Linked DNA regions of Mus musculus: region 1 is linked to region 2. The links are chromatin contacts, called in public HiChIP or PLAC-seq maps. All regions are on one chromosome and are shown on one strand. The core of a region is the stretch at or near the end of the contact, and the rest is flanking DNA. Distances in the headings are between cores, read along the strand shown. Region 1 overlaps Dync2li1 (dynein cytoplasmic 2 light intermediate chain 1). Region 2 has its middle 35 kb from the start of Kcng3.

Evidence for each region. HiChIP or PLAC-seq counts read pairs in DNA pulled down with a chosen protein or histone mark.
Region 1: an H3K27ac HiChIP or PLAC-seq map of trophoblast stem cells shows a contact between it and region 2, with 16 times the contacts expected there. The contact joins two enhancer-like sites. A contact is called at or near these places in 8 of 484 Hi-C or Micro-C datasets (the G1E-ER4 cell line, Sertoli cells, cardiomyocytes and 2 more), 13 of 115 datasets of contacts at active chromatin or transcription factors (embryonic stem cells, epiblast stem cells, extraembryonic endoderm stem cells and 2 more) and 1 of 9 other capture datasets (embryonic stem cells).

Annotation. Positions count from the first base shown.
Region 1 is chr17:84,644,255-84,647,045 of GRCm38.p6, reverse strand. Dync2li1 (dynein cytoplasmic 2 light intermediate chain 1) reads right to left here. Exons shown (of 13, transcript NM_172256.2): 8 at 2,250-2,327. Among named protein-coding and RNA genes, the nearest start is that of Dync2li1, 19 kb to the right of the region's middle. Within about 2 kb of position 1,250, at least 23 of the 459 cell types and tissues checked have an H3K27ac peak or open chromatin away from gene starts, as enhancers often do. A contact at or near this core is called in trophoblast stem cells, where this site is marked.
Region 2 is chr17:83,665,426-83,668,251 of GRCm38.p6, reverse strand. No RefSeq gene overlaps it. Among named protein-coding and RNA genes, the nearest start is that of Kcng3, 35 kb to the right of the region's middle. Within about 2 kb of position 1,506, at least 55 of the 459 cell types and tissues checked have an H3K27ac peak or open chromatin away from gene starts, as enhancers often do. A contact at or near this core is called in trophoblast stem cells, where this site is marked.

The DNA of each region.
Region 1 (2,791 bases), core at 1-2,500, 980 kb before region 2:
AGGAAGGACCCAGAGAGCTCACCAATCATCTCACCAATTTCCATCATCAGAATTTGTTTTTAATTTGTACATTAGTGTTTGCCTGAAATGTTTGCGGTGTGTGTTAACACAAACATTCTTAATGTTCTAAAAGAAAATGTCCCCCAATCTAACTGGGTCAGTTAGATAGGGAGAAGCATATATAAAAGTAACTGTGACAGCTGCAGGCGGGGACAGTCACACCGGCACTCCCTGAATTGATTTTTTTTTAGCTTCTTTTTTTAATTGCCTGCAGAGCTGGGGGGTAGGCAATTTCTGAATCTTCTCCTGGGTAGATCTAAGAGAGCCAAATTGCAGCACCCCAGGATGGTGAAGGGGGTGCCTGCCACCAAGAGTTAGGCTCTGACTCTTGAGTAAGCAGGAAGTGTGTGTGTGTTTGTGTGTCCTCCACAGATGGTCAGTCACTGTTTGCCTTCTAAATACTTTGCTATTCAAAGGCAAAGGAGAATGGCTCAGATGTATGAAGTGAAATGAAATACTTATAAAGCAAAGATGGCAACTTTCTGGTTCCCATGGCAGGTCCACAGGACAACGCTGACTCTGGTGTAAGAATAGGCTCACAGAGGAAGTACAGTACACAAGGGCTCACAAAGGTCAGACACATTCATTTAAAACAAAGAATTTAATAATGATCATGTTTATCGTGTGATATGTAAAATAGGGATTTTTTTAATTAAAAAAGATTGTTGTACTTAGTTTTACTAAGAAATTATATATTTGTTACATTATAATATATTGTTATTGCTTTAAACTATGTAATTTTGTAATATTTTGTTTTTACCACAGGGGCGAGGAGCAAGCCTAAGCACAAATGTTTCTCAGGGTCGAGGGGTGGGAGAGCACTCAAGGTTTCTCACCAACTCATCTCACCATCTGCTGCCTCTCAAACCCCTCCCTCCACTCCTGCTGGTGCTCCTGAGTCAGCTCAGTGCTGGGAACCCCTCCCCCGCCCCCCCCCCCCCCGTCTCCCCCACCTCCCCCTCCCCTCGTTCCCCTTCCTCCCCGTGTCCTCCCCAGAGCCACCCCTCCCACCCTCGGAGGTGCTCCTCTCCACTCATTAGCAGAAATGAATGAACTAGAAACTTCCTCCCCACTGGTTCTTTTCAAAATGGCAAAAAGACTTTCCAAAGCCTGACGTATAGGCAGACAGAGCTCAGGCTAAGAAGGTAAAGAGAACACATAAAGAAATGGGAAGTGCTCTAAATGCATAGATATTGAACATACACAGAATACAGAGCTCGTTCAGCTGGGGCAGCAACAGGCTCCACCCTGCCCTGGGGCTCTACTCTCTTTGAGCACTTTGACTCAGGAAAGCAAACCACCAACTATTTATTCAACAGCTAAGATAGCCTTGTTTGTTGTTGTTGTTTGTTTTGTTTGTTTTTGAGACAGGGTCTCATTATAGAGGCTCAGAAAAGGTAGAGTATTTTAATTCCCACAATTACTCTTTTAACGTGCAAACATTTTAAGTTTGCCTAGCAAAAGCAGTTCAGAAATTAAGGTAGTATTTTTCAGCAAAATAGTTTTACATTTTATCTTTTGTTTAAAGGATAACCAGCAAAGTCTGGCCCACCTCGGAAGATCATTACAACCCTGTGCTTTTCGGGTTGTTTCTGAGACGCTCAGGCCGCCTTGGACCTGAGCACTTCCTGCCCCATGCATCCGTCTCCTGAGGTGGGCTATTTATTCACTGGCTCCACAGTTCAGGCCCGCACCCCTCCTCACGAAGCAGGCAGGCACGGTTCCCATCTGCTTTTACCTCAGAGGATGCAAAGCTTAGGTGGCTGGTCCAGAATCCTTGTCTGACAAGGAGTTGGTCACAGTGACACTGACCTGGGCAGCTCGACTCCAAAATTCATGATTTTAACCTCTATACCAGCATTGCTTTTACATAAAACACCATCTTATTAAAATCCCGCCCTTGCCCCCCTCCTCCCGGGCCCTTCCATTGAAGGAATATAGATTCTAATTCTTGAAGACAAAAATAAAAATGTGTGAACACACCAACATATCTCTGAAGCTTGCCTGGGCTTACAGACACAAGCCGTGGAAGGTGGGGAGGCCATGGGCAGAGGGCTCTGCAGGGGCCCTGTCTAAGCAGAGCTTTGGAAGTGAGAAGGAAAGGGGCAGGGCGAGCTCAGGTCTCTATTATTCCCATCTGGGCAGCCCGCTCCTTTCTCCACACACCCAGAGGGCAGGGAGGCACTGACCATCAGCGAGGCTCCGTAGTAATGTGCCACAAAGCGCAGGGTCTTACATATCACCTTTCTCTTCTCAGGATCAAAATCCTGTGGAAGAAAATCATTACAAGGAAAAAATAAGCCAGAGGACTCAACAGCTCACTTGGGGAGAAACACATTATTTGTTTTTAAATCCCCACCCTGAGGAGTCCGGCTCGGTCACCTCCACGTTCACATCTGGAGAGACTGAACAAGCCGCCGTCTCCTACTGCTATCAGATCTGTTTAAACGCTTGGCTTCAGAGAGTCCAGATATAAGCACACATTTCATCCTGCGCAATACCCTAAGGACTCCCTGACAAGCCAAGATAAGAAGAAACTAATTTCCTACTTTCTTCAGTTTACAGTTGGGGAGTAAATCTTATCCCTCAGTGCTAAGATTTGTTTTTAAGTTTTCTGCCTCGCCCCGTTCTAACCAATGGGCTCATTTTCCTGAACTCCTTGGGATGTCCTCATCATACCGTCCTTTCTAACATCTTTTACATGGATGTCTCTGAGCTGGTCCCTTCCAGA
Region 2 (2,826 bases), core at 257-2,756:
CTAATCTGCTGGGTCCATCTCTACAGACATTCCATTACTGGAGTGTGGGGGCTGGAAACTTGCTGGGGAGGTCTGGAAACTGTACTGAGGAAGTAGCTGAGGAAGTCTCTGGAAACTGCTGCTGACTCATTGTCCTTGCCTCAGGCCAGGTGGCAGGGGGCTTCTGAGGCCTGGTCTTGCCTGAAATCGCCCAGTTCCCAGTTCGTGGAAACAGAGATTTAGGCCTAGTCTCTTTGAAGCCTGTCATGGAGTCAGTCAAGCCTTCTCATCTATCACCTATGAAGATGTTTATCCAGTAGCAGCTCTGAGACTCACAGCTCTCCTGCTGTGTTGTCTTCTTACACTCTAATAATCCTGTCCTCAATATTTCCTTTGAGTCCATTTGAGTTCTGTTTGTTTCGTTTGGTTTTCCTTTTTTTTTCTTTTCTTTTTTCTTTTTTTTTTTTTTTTTCGAGACAGGGTTTCTCTGTGTAGCCCTGGCTGTCCTGGAACTCACTTTGTAGACCAGGCTGGCCTGGAACTCAGAAATCCGCCTGCCTCTGCCTCCCAAGTGCTGGGATTAAAGGCGTGCGCCACCACCGCCTGGCATCGTTTGGTTTTTCAAGACAGAATTTCTCTCTAGCCCTGACTGTCCTGGAACTCACTCTGTGGACCAGGCTGGCCTTGAGCTTGTAGCGATCTGCCTGTGTCTGTCTCTCTCATAAATCCTGGGATTAAAGGCCAAAGTTGTTTATTTGCTTGCTTTTGTTTTTTCCTTTTATGGATTTTTTGGAAACAAGGTGTCACTGTGTGGCACTGGGTGGCCTGCAACTTGCTTTGTAGACCAGAATAAGCCAGCCCTGAACTCACAGAAATCCCCCTGCCTCTGCTTCCCTGAGCTACTGGAGTTACAGATGCTTCTATGAGGGTACTGGGAAATGGGTCCAGGTCCTCGGGAATCTCTCCAGACCACTACTGTCTTTTTTTAAACATTTTAAAATTTGTTTTAAATTCACTTATTTGTTAATTGATTTATTTATGTGAGACAGGGTCTTGCTGTTGAATGAAGAAGATGAGATAAAAGGATAAAACTAAAGTATGGAGGGCTGGAGAGATGATTCATCAGTTGAGTTCAGCTCCCAGCGACCGAATCGTGGCTCATAAACCACCCGTAACAAGATCTGACTCCCTCTTCTGGAGTGTCTGAAGATAGCTACAGTGTACTTACACATAATAAATGAATTTATCTTTGGGGGAAAAAAAAGACTAAAGTATGGAGATGATGCTTATTGTAGTTAGCAGAAAGCAAGCTGATAGACTGAAGAGCACAGGCTGAACATGGCCAGCAGGTTGAACCAGATCATGAGAGGAGAGGTGGGGAGGGAAAGCGAGAGAGGGGCAGCTGACCAAGAGAAGCCAAGAGACCTGTGTTGTCAAAACAGCTGAATGATACAGGAATCGTGCTGACGGACAGGAAGCAGACGCCAAGTCCCTAGGAGGGAGGGGTTTGGGGCAGGGGGCGGGGTGAGAAGCGCTGGGAGGAGCCACGGGTGCGGAGTGAGACTTGCCCAGGGCAAGAAACCTAGCAGCTGTGAGACTGCCTCTACTTGCCTTGTTTCTTTTTTCAGGTACTAGCCGGAACCTAAGTGTGCTTTTCCTTCTCTTCCCCTCTCCCTTGTCTTCCTCTCCCTGCCCCCTCTCTTTCTCCCTCCCTAATTGTCCTGAGCTTTGGTTTGTATGCATTCTTTTTCTTTTCTTTTCTTTTTCTTTTTCTTTTTTTTGGTTTTTCAAGACAGGGTTTCTCTATGTAGCCCTGGCTGTCCTGGAACTCACTCTGTAGACCAGGCTGGCCTCGAATTCAGAAATCCTCCTGCCTCTGCCTCCCAAGTGCTGGGATTAGAGGCGTGTGCCACCACGCCCGGCCAGTATATCTTTATTTGTGTGTTTCTGTGTAAGTATATTCAAACGTGTGTGAATGCACACGACCTCGTGAAAAGACACTGATTCCCCGAAGCCTGGAGTTATAGGAGTTTGCTGGATGCCTGACTCATTACTTGGGTGCCAGAATCTTAACTCTGGTCTTCATGACTTGGCAGCAAGTATCACCCATAGCTTCATAGTAAAGCCATCCTGGGCTAAAGACCATATGTCAAAAAACATTAATAACAGGCAGATATATTTTCTAACTATGCCCTTGTGCTATCACTGCCCAGCTTTGAATGCATTCTTAATTCTTCAATCCAGGAGACTGAGAACACCAAGAGGGGACCTCTATTTTCCTTGTGTCACCTCCCCCCAGAAGGTCCAGGATCAAACTCAGGTCATCAGGCCTGGGTGGCGAATACTTTTACTCACTGAGCCCTTTGGAGGGCCTGTTTAAAGTTTTTATTAGTATATAATAATGGGTTTCCTTAGAGCATTTTCACACATGTATGAAGTACTCTGAACGTGTTTACCACCATTACACTTTCTTCCCACGGCATCCCGCTGACCACCTTCCTCCCACTTCTTTCGTGTTTTTATTTATTTATTTTCTGTTGTTTTACACCATTGAGTTTAACTATGGGTACCCACAGGAGTAGGGCTATGTACCAGATTACAGTACATTACATCAGTAAAGAGAATAGCTCTTCTTCCCTAGCAATTATTAATCACCTACAAATCCTCAAGGAGGGGAGACATGTGAGGCCCTCTTTCTTTTTCTTAGCCTTGGCTGTCCTGGAGCTCACTTTGTAGACTAGGCTGGCCTCGAACTCAGAAATCCGCCTGCCTCTGCCTCCCAAGTGCTGGGATTAAAGGTATGAGCCACCACAGCCCGGCTTATTTTTTCTTGTTTGAGACAGGGTC